Linked DNA regions of Sus scrofa: region 1 is linked to region 2. A link is a contact called in public Hi-C data. All regions are on one chromosome and are shown on one strand. The core of a region is the stretch at or near the end of the contact, and the rest is flanking DNA. Distances in the headings are between cores, read along the strand shown. Region 1 overlaps ATF6 (cyclic AMP-dependent transcription factor ATF-6 alpha). Region 2 overlaps OLFML2B (olfactomedin-like protein 2B).

Region 1 (7,108 bases), core at 1,153-3,652, 230 kb after region 2:
AGACAACTCTGAATATTTTCTATTACTAGTTCTATTTGGTAGTATTACAGAAGAAACACTCAAACTCATGATTTAAAAGTACTAAAAGGAAATTGTAAGAGACCATTTTTTTAAAATAATTTTCCAGAATACAAATTATTTCAAGCATCTTTTCTGACCACAATGGTATGAAACTAGATATCAACCAAAGAAAGAAAAATTGGACAAGAATGAACACAGAGAGACTAAACAACATGCTATAAAAAAAAAAAAATGGGTCAACAGTGAAATCAAAGAAGAAATCAGAAAACGCCTCAAAACAAATGAAAATGAAAACACAACTTTCCAAAATCTATGAGACGTAGCAAAAAAGGTTTAACAGAGAAGTTCCTAGCAAGAATCCTTTGTCAAGAAACAAGAAAAATCTCAAATAAGCAACCCAATCTGCCACCTCAAAGAATTTGAAAAACAAAATAATAAAATAGATATCAAAAACAATAGAAAAGATCAATAAATCCAAGAGCTGGTTTTTTGAAAACATAAACAAAATCAACAAACATCTAGCCAGACTCACCAAGAAGAGGACTCAAACAAAATAAGAAATGAAAAAGGAGAATTAACAACTGATACCACAGAAATACAAAAAAATCATAATATTATGAATAGTTATATGCCAACAAATTGGAAAGCTTAAAAGAAACAAACAAGTTTCCAGAAACACACAGCTTGCCAAAACTAAGACAGGAAGAAACAGATAATTTGAACAGACCAATCACTAGAAATGACATAGAATCTATCTGCATGCAAAAATCCTCATCATTTTTAATTTTCTCAGTCTGCGAAAAACATACTTCTTTATTGACTATACAACTTTTTAATTGAAAATATGAAAGATTTTTAGACTTTTGTTCTTGTTGTTCATTGACTTATTATAGAAAATTTCCCAAAAGGAAATTTCATACCCAACTTCAAGTGTTATCAACATTTTGCCAAACATGTTTCCTCTATCCTGCGCTCGTCACCTCCCCATAGCTTTTTAAAGCAAATTCCAGCATCATATCATTTCATCAACTGAAACACATACTATGCACTAGTGCCTATTACACCACAAGCACTGTCCTTACCTTTTCTAGTCCTCAAAATAAACATAATAATAGTCAAAATTAATCCTGAATTATCCATGCCTATTCTCATATGAAACTAATGTTCCTCATTCATGTCTTGGCATGCACTGTTTTCAATATCTATATAAACTGGGGGAATTCATGTAGAACTTTAATGTTCTACTTCCACTAGATAATATTTTTTCATTATGGGGCTTTACGATACTGCTGATGGAGATTACTTGGTTGTGTTTATGCAACAGTAGAGTAATTTCACAACTAAATGGGCTACTTAATAAATTCTGGTAGACAGATCAGTCAGTAGTCTGATAAACAACCTTACATAACTCACAGGATTTTAAAAGTACTTTGCAAGACCTAAAGAAAAGGTAGAGTAGCAATAGTAACCACCAATAATAAACACTTTTATTTTAAAGAAAACATATAGGATTTGCTTTCCCAATCACAATTTTAGAGAATCCACTTTTATACTAATTATTTGACTTTAACATTCATTAAACTTTAGGCCCATAATGTTCAATTACTGTTTAATACATAACATGAGGTATTTTACATCACTTTTAAAGAAAGCAAGAGTTAGCAGGCAAGTACTGTAACTGGTCTTAGCCTGTGAGAGATCTTAGGAAATGTTCTGTGATTTATAAATTACAAAAAAAAAAAAAAAAAAAATCCCTGCAACAGAAGACCTGAAGGTTTGCAAAGATGGGAAAATACTAAATAATTATTAAGAAACAGAATTCCTAAGAGCAGCAAGTCATCGTTATGTGGTGGTGAAAATCCTTCAATAAGTCAAGCGAAAAGCTAAATATAAACCCTGACTCAAAAGCAGTCTGCAGACTCTTATCTGGGGAGTTGCCAAAAACATTTCAATCAGGAAACATGAAAGAATCCTGTAAAATACTAGTATATGATTGAGTTGGGGGTTACGGTTAGGAGGAATGTGATGAAAAGGTTCAAAAGAAGGATTTAAAGAAGATATGCATACTTCTCTTTTCATCAAACCACTTAAGACTCTTTAAAACCTTTCATTTAGATTCTAACATAGTAAGCCTTACCCTAACTTTCTGCCAAAGATTGGATGGGCAATTTCAGCACATTTGACACAATATGACAAACTTTAAAAAACAAAAACAAAAACAAGGCAACAAAAAAGTGTTTCGTACTGTTTTCATTTTTTAAATCAGGCATTAAAAAAGTACTAAGTTTCAAAACTTACATCTGAACCCACACTTCTCATGGTACTCTGAAGCACAGGTTTAGTCACAGAAAGTTTTCCATTCACTGGGCTATTTGCCACAGGGGCTGGGACCACATTCACCACGTGATTAGGTAGCTGTGTGGCGCCCCCAGTGACAGCAAGGACTGGCTGAGGGGAGGGCAGAACTCCAGGTGCCTGGAGTTGTACCATGGTAGGCTGAGAGAGCACCACCGTCTGACCTGCAATAGAGAAAAATGAAAAGGAATCAGAGGGTGCATTAACTACTGCAGCAAGGGAAGCTGTTTAACGTTTAGGTCTCTTCTGCAAAGTAATAGGTAAGATCACACAGAGGGATTTGAAACCACCAATTAAAACACAATCAGTAGCAGCACATACTGATACTGACTTTTACTGCTATTGTTTTGGGGGTTTTTTTTTGGGGGGGGGGTTAGGGCCACAGATGAGGCATATGGAAGTTCTCAGGCTAAGGGTCAAATTGGAGCTGCAGCTGCCAGCCTACACCACAGCTCACCGCAAAACCGGATCCTTAACCCACTTAGTGGGGCCAGGAATCAAACCTGCATCATCATGGATACTAGCCAAAGGTTAATTTCCACTGAGCCACACCAGAAACTCCTGTTGTTATTTTTAATGAAACCAACAAAATTCATTCTCTTTTAAGCTGTCGCTAACAACATATTTCCACACTCTTTCAACTAACATATATCAAATTTCTTACGTTATACATGGATTTCTCTAAGTCTTAACCTCTGAAATGTATTAGTGCTAAAAGTATTTTTCCTATTATGGATAACTATACTGAAAACAGAATCATATACTTTAAATTAATGGAATTCAGAAATACATCCACACCAAGAATACATGAACAGAGATTCAGTACCTCAATACTTGGAAGAACAAGAGGCTACAAATACCAAAAATGTTAAAACCTTTTGAAAGGAATTCTCACTTGACATAGGGAACAAATCTATAATTTTAAATAGTACATAGATAATATCAACTCCCCACCATAATGGTCTACAAATCTTTCCTTAATGCTAACCTGAGGAGAATTACTATCGCTAACCTAAAGAAGGCACATACAACTAATAACACTGGTCTATTAAAAATTTTACTTGCCTGCTGAGTGTTTCCTTTCAGATCTGGCCAATTTTATAAGGTGTTGAAAGTCTCACCTAATATCCACATTTACTTGAGCCCATCTAGCAAAATAAAGGTACTAAGTAACTGGCAACTAAAATTTCACCTAGTATATTAATACTCTTTTTTAAGGGAAAATAATTCACTAATGCTTTCTGATGGTATAACATGACCCATGTAAAACTTAGCTCAGCATTTCAAAGGATCAAGGAAAACTAAAAATCAAAACACCTGTTTCTTAAGAACATCTGCCTTAGCCTAAAAAAAAAAAATTACATCTGGAGTTCCCTGGTGGCCTAAAAGTTAAGGATTCAGCATTGTCAATATAGTGGCACAGGTTCAATCCCTGGCCTGGGTACTTCTGCATGCTGTGGATGTGGCTTAAAAAGAAAAGAAAAAGAGAAAGAAAAAAAAAAACAAAAACCCACTTCCATAAAGTCAAAGTCTTTATATTTCAGATGGCCTCAAAAAGCATACTAAAACTAGAATTGGCATTTTACCCCAGGTAAATTAGTAAATTAGTAAGAAAAAACTAAAAATAATTTGCAATACGTACAATTTACTTGAGCATAAATGACTACTACATATTTTCACCTTCTGATTTTCCCTTGGAACAATTTATTTTATGAAATAAAAACATAAAATACAGAAATGATTCATAAGCAGATACAAATCTGCCTAGGTCAAGTAGCCAAATAAAAATAAAAAGTAAATAGCATTTGACCAAATGTTAGGGTTTTTAATAACACTTGTTGAGATACTACAGTCAATCTGGTACGGAGAAAATACATACTCAGAATGTAAAACTTAAACCAAGGGTTCCCACCTTGAATATAAGGACCCTTCTTTAATATCAAAAAATACCATGGTCACCCAAGAAGATCATGGGTGTCCTTTCAGTTTCTGAGGATTGAGAAAATATGTAACGAGAAAAGCCTATTAAGAATTTAGTAATGATTTAGTAATGAATCTGGAGCGTATTAACGAAATCTGAAAGGGAGCAATACAAAGACATATGAAACTAATTATTTATTCAGTCTACAGAAAATACAGATTTGCAGATGCCCTGCAAAAAAGCCAAAAACTACCACTCGTCCTACCACCCATACCCCAGGGTCTACAGTATAAAGGTTGAGAACCACTGACTTAAACCAATACTTTGAGAAAAGCATTATCAGATGCAATGTTCCACATATTCTGAGTTTTAAAATTATGATAAAAAGATCCCAAAAAACTAAACACTGTTCAACGAATTTGAGGATTATCCCAAAGAACAGAGGCGGCAGTAAACATAAAGAATTCAGTCGTTTCAAAAAAAGATCCTACTTCAAGCTCCAGTTATAGATTTAAAGCACTGGCAGATAACACATGCAGATGGCTTTGGTTTGTAACACTTCTTAAAATTAATTTAGAAAAATAACCCAACTGTATAACATCCATTACTTGGTTATCACCACCTCCTTGCTGAAAGAACTGCAGCAGGAAGTGAGGGAGATGGAGCAATACCAAGGCAAGATCTGTGTAGCAAACGTGGCTCCAAGTCCTGCCAAGCCACTGATAGCTCCTTTTTTTCTCCAAAAATGCACATCAAGCCCTTTCACCCCAGAGTGCCCAATTAACCTCAAATTATTCGGCATCTAAATCAAGGATCCTCTACATATTCTAGGCATGTTTGGGTTCAAGATAGAATGGGGAGAAACAACTAAATTTCTATTACAATGTGTTGATGGTGACTTGATAAATCTGACATGCTAGATGCTTACCAGACCAAAAAATGCAATACAAGGACTGTTTCTAGTCTTAAACAGTTAGCAGCTGAATACAGATAGTTACTACTCTTCCTATTGTGGAAACAGTTAAAAAGGATATACCAAAAGGCTGTTTATCCATTTCAGCATGCTCAAAAGCCTCTTTGGCATTACATACAAATCTCCCTTAATGGACTATGGATGGTTTCAATGCTATATATTTTTGACTATTTATGACTCACTGATTGTCATAGTCAGTTTCTTCCCTTTCGATTATCTTCAAAGATTTCAAATTTTTTATCAAAGATTTATTGAATGTCTGCTTTGTCTAAAACAGTATGGCTTTGTGACTGAATAAATAATTTCTCTGTGTATTAACTTTCTCATCTATAAAATGGAGATGATAATAATAGCATCTATCCTCACAGAGTTCATACAAGGATTAAATAAGATAATGCACTTAAGAAGTTCCCATCGTGGTTCAGTGGTTAATGAACCCAACTAGGAACCATGAGGTTTTGGGTTCGATCCCTGGCCTTGCTCAGTGGGTTAAGGATCCAGTGTTGCCATGAGCTGTGGTGTAGGTCACAGACGTGGCTTGGATCCAGCGTTGCTGTGGCTCTGGTGTAGGATGGCAGCTCAGCTCTGATTACACCCCTAGCCTGGGAATCTCCATGTGCCACAGGCGCAGCCCTAGAAGAGACCAAAAAAAAAAAAAAAAAAGATAATGCACTTAAGCACTTAGAACAGTATCTGGCACATAGAAAGATCAAATGTTAGCCAGTATTAACAGTAATAATAGTAGTAATAGTAATTTATTATTATTACTACTACTACCAATCTACTTTTAGGTGTAATAGCAGCTTCCGTAAGTGCACTGCATGTATAATTATTCATCAGTTCTCATAGTGAGTGTTATTTATATAAATCTGTTAACTCCCCAATTAGATAGAATTCTTGAGATCAAAGAACCACATCTCTGAATTCTGTTAGAGGCAAAAATAGTATAATGATTAATTCATAGACTCTGAGCCAGACCACCTGAGCTCAAGTTCTGACGCTACCTTTCACTAGGAGAATGACCTGGAGCAAGTTATTTTACCTCTATCCTCCATTTCAATGATTAGCACTACTACCCAAAAAGCCCAAGATAGGATAGCTTCCTCTTCATCCTCCATCCCCCTTTCACATCATCTAATTACCGAGCCCTGTGATTCTATCCTTTTTAACATCTCTACTGTCCATCCTGGCTCTTCATTTTCATTGATATTCTAAGTTTTCATCATTTCTCACCTGCACTATTCATAGAATCTTTTTTTTTTTTTTTTTTTTTTTTTTTTGCCTTTTTAGGGCTGCACCTGTGGCATATGGAAGCTCCCAGGCTAGGAGTCGAATCAGAGCTCAAGCTGCCAGCCTACACCACAACCACAGCAATGCCAGATCCAAGCTGCATTTGCGACCTATACCACATCTTGCAGACACACCAGATCCCCACTGACAGAGGCCAGGGATCAAACCTGCATCCACGTGAATACCTATAGGGTTCTTAACCCACTGGCCACAACAGGAACTCCTCTCATTAACAGTCTTAATGAATGTACAGGACTTAGATGTATAAGTAGACAGAAGCTATTTTAGGCAGACAGAATGTCACATCAAGAAACTAGAAAAAAACAAGAAAATTAAAGGACCAATGGCCAAATTAGTTGGACTAAAGGATTTATAGAAAGGGAGTGATACTATAAGGTAAAGTTAGAAAACTAAACTAGAGCTGAACCATGATGGTTTTCCATTTAAAGCCAGAGAATCTGAACTTAATCCTGTAAAAATTACTTTTTAAAAAATTTCATTGAAGTATAGTTGACTTAGAAAGTTGTGTTAGTTTCAGGTATATAGCA
Region 2 (6,977 bases), core at 3,720-6,219:
TTCTTAGTGATCCAGCAAGTGAATTAAAGAAGCAAGAGCGGAGTTCCCATCGTGGCGCAGTGGTTAACGAATCCGACTAGGAACCATGAGGTTGAGGGTTCGATCCCTGGCCTTGCTCAGTGGGTTAACAATCCGGTGTGGCCGTGAGCTGTGGTGTACGCCGCAGATGCGGCTCGGATCCTGCGTTGCTGTGGCTCTGGCATAGGCTGGCAGCTACAGTTCCGATTCGACCCCTAGCCTGGGAACCTCCATATGCCACGGGAGCGGCCCAAGAAATAGCAAAAAGACAAAAATAAAATAAAATAAAATAAAATAAAAAGAAGCAAGAGCCAGGAGGACTCAGTTCTGCCACTTTTCAAAATGATCTTGGGCAAATCACATCCTTATTTTGAGCCTCGGTTTCAGTTGTTAAAGGAAGGGTTAGGCTTGCATTCTGGAGTCCATTCCAGCTGTAATGTTCCATGAAAAATAACAGCCATTTCCATGCACGTCCTTGTATATTAACTCATTTAATCCTCATAACCACCCATAAGGAAAATGTTAGTGTTTTCCTTATTTTACACACAGGCAAACTGAAGCACAGGGATTTTTTTTTTTTTTTTTTTTTTTTTTGTCTTTTCAGGGCAACATCTGTGGCATATGGAAATTCCCAGCCTATGCCACAGCCACAGCAATGCCAGATCCGAGCTGCATCTGTGACCTACACCACAGCTTATGACAATGCTGTATCCTTAACCCACTGAGGGAGGCCAGGGATCAAACTTGCACCCTCATGGATACTATGAAGCACGGGGATCTTAAGTAATTTGCTCAAGATCACAGCTCTAGCAGTAGGACCTTTGAGATGTGAACCAGTTTCCTCCAGAATCCATGCTGTTGACCACTGTACTTGACTGACCCAGATAACACTTATCAGGAATAGCTGCACACCCGGTAAGACCACTCATTCCAAGTAGTCTTGATACAAGACCTCTTTCTCAAGGGCTTCAGCTCTCACAGTTAATTCTGTGCAATTTAGACAAGCTGGCTTGGACTTAGCCTCATGGAACACATTGAGTCTTTCCAGTGATCAAAATCTGGCATGCACTGAAATGCTGTAAGAACGGCATGGTCAATGGTCTGGAGCCTGGTTAGTGTTAACAAGCACCGCATGGGCTCCTCTGGGCACCTATGTAGAGCCATTGGAGCCACAGTGTCTGCTTGTCACCATCTTCCTACACACCCCCTAACATTGAACCACTGTGGCTTCCCTCTAGGACATGAGCAGCAACTTACAAGACTGCAGACTGTGCCTGGCAATGTCTGAGCTTTTGCACTTCTCGGGTCTGTCAAAGAAAGATGGAAAGTAAACCCATCCTCTGTTTTTACATGGTTACTTCCTCTACCACCATCATAAACAGGGCCCAAAGGAGAACATCACATTGAAAAATTCAGATGCTCATGGAAACCTTAGAGTGGGGGCCACTGCTAGACAATGTTACATCTCAGTGCAGTAAACTTCTCTAAAAATCCAGAGGTGAAAGGATACCTCTAAGCCTGTGGATAACTATCCATGATTCAAATCCCATTTAGCTTCATCTTCTGCAGGACGCTGCCTTTGACGCTTCCAGTCCATTCTCTCCCTCCTTTGAACCCACCTAAAGAACCTGACATGATTGGTCACCTTCTTCCTACAATGTGGACCCTCTCCCCTACTACGGTTTTTTTCCCATGCACCCCCTCCATCCCAGGACAAGAACCCCAGAGGAATTAGAGGCTTGCTTTCTGCCACACTATGCCCTAGACACATAGAAGGACTCACTAGTGCTGACTGGGTGAAATGTAGCTTTGGTCCTTTCTGCTGTGAACTATGTCTGGACCATGGCTAATTCGCCAAGTAGGGGTCATTTAGGGGAACTTTTTATGGGTGAAAAGGAAAGTTTAAAGCAGCCTATCAATTTCCTATGCAAAGGATGCTATTAAAGTGCTGGGGAACCATAAAAAAGAATTAAATATTGCCATTTACAGCAACATGGGTGAACCTAGAGAATTTCTACTCAGGAAGTAAGTTAGACAAAGAAAGACAAATATTATATGATATCTCTTCTAGTGGAACCAAAAAAAATAATACAAATGAATCTACGTGCAAAACAGAAACAAACTCACAGACAGAAAACAAATTTATGGTTACTCAGGGGGAAAGGGAGGGAAGGATAAATAGGAATATGGGGTTAATAGATACAAACTACTACGCATGAAGTAGATAAGCAACAGGATTTACTGTATAGCACAAGGAACTATATTCAATGTCTTGTAATAACCTATAATGAAACGTAATACGAAAAACATATGTATAACTGAATCACTTTGCTGTATACCTTAAATTAACACAATATTATAAATCAACTTATTTCCTTTTTTCAAAGGAGATTTTTTTTTTTTTGAAAGTACTGGGGAAGAGTTTGTGCTCATTAGAAAAGCAGATTAAGTGGATTTCTTTGGCCACCTCTTTTAAAATTGCTTAGAAAAGCTTCTTTTCATTGTGGCCTTAGTTCACATGAGTGGGAGTGTAAGTGAATGAAACTTTTTTGTAATGTTACTCATCACTGGATAAGCACATACTGTGTACAAAGGATGCAAAAATAGTAAGTGTCCCAGTAGCCCAGGGACATGGTAGTGTTATTATTAGGAAAGCTGTGGTGGTATTGGGGTGTATTTCTAGCAGTGGATACTGGAGCCAAGCTGCCCTGGGAAATGCTGCCTGGGACTGAGCACCTGTCCTCAGCACAGGGCTGGAAACCCTCCAGGGCCCCAGTTGCTTCCGGCTGCTTTCTCAGCCTGTCTGGTGTCTCTGCTCTGAGCAGAAATAGCTGGCAGCTCCCTCCTGCATGTCTTCCAGGCACTTCAAAGGATTCTCTTCTTAAAATTTTATCTCTTCATAGGAAGTGTCTAAAAACCTCACCAAGGAAAATGAGCAAATCAAAGAGGACATGGAAGAAATTCGAACTGAGATGAACAAGCGAAGCAAAGAGAACTGCTCCAGTAACATCCTAGACAGCATGCCGGACATCCGCTCGGCCCTGCAGAGGGATGCGGCAGCAGCCTTCACCCACCCCGAGGTACAGCTCTGGCCTCCAGGGGGCTCTGCCCACAGTCCCTGGACAGTGTGCTACCAGCCTCTCACCCGTGCATAGTACTTTCAGGCTTTAGGCTTTCCATAGGCATGGTCTCTTTTCATCTATACAACAGTTCTATAGGTCTGGTGGGGCAGGGGTTGACCCCATTGTACTTATTAATATTGAAGCCCAGAGAGGTTTAGTGAGTAGGTCTTGAAGCCAGAACTCAAATCCTAGTCTCCTGAGTCCCAGGCCCCATTCTTCTCTTTGTTTTTCTTGGCTGTACCCACACAGAAGTTCCCAAGATAGGGATCGAACCTGTGCCACAGCAATGACAACACCAGATCCTTAACCGCTAGGTTACCAGGGAACTCCCATTCTTGCCTTTTTGACCTTGCCTTGCATTTATAAGTCAGGTGGCTTGTCTGGGACCATCCTGGTTAACACCTGCTGTCCTGGTGTAATTATTAATAATTATTAATTCACGCTCAAAAGTGTCCCAGTGTGGAGACAGTAAGCTGTGTGTTCCTCTCTATTTATAAAGGACTTTGTGATGCCCTATGTGCTTTCATCACTATCCCATGTGGTCTCCACAGCTCTGGAAGGCAGGCTGGAGTAGAGATCAATATCCTTACTTTGCAGATGAGGAGACGGATCCAGGAATGCTTACAGTCTCCCTTGCACAGCCAGAAAGTGGTGGCAAGGGGCCTCAAACCTCTGTCTCTTCTCACCCACTTGTGTCCTGAACACAAAGTCACCAATGCATGAAATGGGAACACTGACTAATGTAATTCGAGTGATGCCAAAGGATTGATTTGCTTAAAAATACCTCCTCATCTGATGCCTGTTTATTTTGGCTCCAGTTACTAAGTTAATGTTTATGTGCTAATGGTTACAAGTGTTATTCTTAATGTGTTGAGTTATCTCCTAATTGATGCCTGAGAAACAGGTATTAATTTGGGAGATAACCCCCAAAAAGTAGAAGAGGAAACAAGGTAAATTCTGGCAGCAGGACTTGAAGAGTGTGGACGCTATTAGCGAGTCAGGTCTGGATAAAATATTGTCAAGAGGGGTACCTGGCAACCATGGGATAGCAGCAGTTAAGACAGGCCTTGCTCACTTTTCCTGGGTCAAGGGTCAGTGGTGTGTAGCAGAGTGTGCATTCCAGGTGAGCCACTGAGGAATCCCTTCAGCCTCAGGGAGGCAGGCAGTGTGTGAGTGGAGCAGGGACTGGGACAGGGACAGTCAGAGCTCCTGAGCTGATGTTGTGTGTGCTGTGTCCTGAAAATGGGCTGGGGAGCATTGCAAAGAAGGACTTTGTTGCCTGGGTCATTAAGAATTGAGGTAAGAGAGGAAGTAAGATGAGGTATGTGGGCTTGGAGCTCTTGGGCAGGGAAATCCACCAAACTGGTGCCAGGCAGGCAGCAGCTGTGGCTTTGGGGAACCTTGGGCACATGCGTTCCAAAGGCAGGAAAGCAGGCAGATTAGGACTTTGGAGGCAAGAAGCCCTGAAGAGAGTATGGTGCCTGCACCCTGCCCAATTTGTAACTAAAAATAAAACCATTCCAAACCAGAAAATAAGGACAAGGAAGGCCAATAATTTTCTGGCTTAGCCCATGATGACTACTTTGATGGTTTTTTGGGAAATATCATATTCCTTCAAAAATTATTTATATTCTCATTTTTGGGTGTCCTCGACATGCCCGCTACTGAGCATGTGTTTAGTCTGCTTGGTGGGTCGTTCCTGAGCAGGTCTGAGCTCATAAACCAAAGAGCCAGAGGACTTTTGGGCTGGAAGGGAACTTAGAGATGCCCGCTCAACAGCTCAATAGGGCCCAGCAGCTCCTACTGCAGCCCACATGGCATCCTTTGCTGGCCCAGCAGGCCAGCAGACTCAGGCGCTCCCTGCCCTCTCTGGCTTCCAGTTTCCCAGTCAGATGAGCATGAGAATTCCATCCGTTGTTTTGATGACACATTATGTGGTATGTTCAGGAACCCAGCTCAGATTTCCCAAGGGCAAACAGCAAACCAAATCAAACACACCAAACTCTTTTTCTCCTTGGTCAGCAAAGCTCTTCTCCCTCCTAAAATCCCCATGTACGCACTGCTGATGTTAGCACAATCCAACCGAACCAGGGTGGTGGGGGTGGAGCCAGAGCCCAGACAGGGCTGGAAAGGGGAAGTGGTGAAGGAGGCAAGGCTAAGATCTTTCTCTCCCTTTTCATCCATCTGTCTCTTTTGTGAACTCTGTGATGAAAAAGCAGAAAAACAGGGTATCTGGGTTTGGTTGTTATTTTCAGGGTTCTTCTAGATGACGTCAGGATTTTCTGGAGTGGCGAATGGCACTTTGTTGGAGGCCTCTCTCCAAGAAAGTCCTTGCCTGGAGGAATGGCAAGGGGCTCTGGGGGGGTGGGGGTGGTTGGGTTGAGAGTGGAGGAGGCGGGGTGGCCTTGGGAACCTCAGGACACCAGGAGTTGAAGTCCACAACGGTTTAACAGAGAAAGGAAATGGAAGCTCGGTGGCGGCGGCTGGGGGATGTGGGTGCTGCCGCTCAGTGCATCCTGTCGCCAGTGAATCCAAGGAAATTATATGTTCTCTGGCAGAGGCTCTTCATGGTCATGCTCCATCCCCTTGGCTGGGAGAAGGAACTGCAGTTCCCGCTCGTCCCTGAGAGCCTGGAATTAAAGACAGTTCCTGGGGTTTGCCACGAAGAAATGACAACTTGCTTTTGCAATGCAGAGGGAAACCAGGGTCTGGCAATTAAATGGCCCGCAGCGTCTGAGTCAAGGGCTGGGGCCTCTTGTCAGCCTCCCAGGAAGCTCTTTCCTATGAGAAATGAGGGATTCCCAAGTCTGCTGGGCACTAGCCAGACCATGGCCTCAAGGACTTGGGGCTGTAGGCAGGTTTTTGGATGGCAAATGAGTTAGTCTCGTGGTCAGAGCTGAGGACAGTGGCTTTAATGTAAGGTAGGACACAGACTGTGAAAGCAGGCAGTCCTGGGCCTTTTTAATAGCCATATGACTGGATATGTGCCTCTCTCAGCCCTTCAGGACACTGGGCATCAAGGGACAGAGGTTTTATTTCCAAGTGGGCTCTCTGGGTATATTTCACAAGGATTTAAGGGAATTCACCCACCTTCTCCTGGTGAGAAGGGGGTCTTTTGTGGCTTAGGTGACAACAGAAAATGGCCCCTTCATTATTCAGCCATTAGAGTCCTCATGAGAGCAGGGCTGGGCGACACTCCCAGCATACCTCACTGATGGAGCCACTGCTCTTCAGGACCTGGACACCCTGTCCAGTGGCTGTCACTTCGACCACAGCCAGCTCACAGGCCCTGTGCACAGGCCCTTTTTTTTCAAGGGTGGGTAAGTGTGATCCTGGATGAGAGGATATAATTAAATGGCCCAAGACAGGACCCAGAGACTCTGCCACATTGATACACGAGAGGTCAGCCCCCAGGCAGCAGCTCTGGGGAGGACAGGGTGGTCTGCGTGACCAGAACCATAACAGAGGCCTCTTCATGGTACCATCAAGATGCCCTTGTCATGGGCTACCTACTATAAAACATCATTTGATTTGACAAAAATCCCAGGGCCAGTCACAAATGAGGATGATTCCTTGGGATTTGGATGATTCAGAAATTCAGTTTATCAAATGTAAAGAAGCATCCACCCAGGGGAATTAACGCTGAACAAGATGTTGTCTCTACTCTTCCAGTTGCAAGAGTCTAGAGACAACATTCTTAAATAAAGCCTGTGGAAGATAGGCTGGGAGAGGTGGTATAATACAAATACAGGCTTGTATCCATACAAGTTGTGTTCAGCTTTGAGTTAGAAGCCCAAATAAATAATAAGGGGCTTTGTTGTTCTTTCATGTAGAAGA

What was found. Hi-C and Micro-C count contacts between places; a contact is called where the count stands out from the background.
Region 1: a Hi-C map of embryonic fibroblasts shows a contact between it and region 2, with 1.6 times the contacts expected there. The contact joins two enhancer-like sites. A contact is called at or near these places in 2 of 47 Hi-C or Micro-C datasets (embryonic fibroblasts and fibroblasts).

What each region holds. Positions count from the first base shown.
Region 1 is chr4:88,774,344-88,781,451 of Sscrofa11.1, forward strand. It overlaps ATF6 (cyclic AMP-dependent transcription factor ATF-6 alpha), which reads right to left. Exons shown (of 17, transcript XM_021089515.1): 7 at 2,320-2,540. Among named protein-coding and RNA genes, the nearest start is that of ATF6, 28 kb to the right of the region's middle. Within about 2 kb of position 2,403, at least 4 of the 83 cell types and tissues checked have an H3K27ac peak or open chromatin away from gene starts, as enhancers often do. A contact at or near this core is called in embryonic fibroblasts, where this site is marked.
Region 2 is chr4:88,537,797-88,544,773 of Sscrofa11.1, forward strand. It overlaps OLFML2B (olfactomedin-like protein 2B), which reads left to right. Exons shown (of 8, transcript XM_001924407.5): 4 at 2,922-3,098. Among named protein-coding and RNA genes, the nearest start is that of OLFML2B, 19 kb to the left of the region's middle. Within about 2 kb of position 4,970, at least 14 of the 83 cell types and tissues checked have an H3K27ac peak or open chromatin away from gene starts, as enhancers often do. A contact at or near this core is called in embryonic fibroblasts, where this site is marked.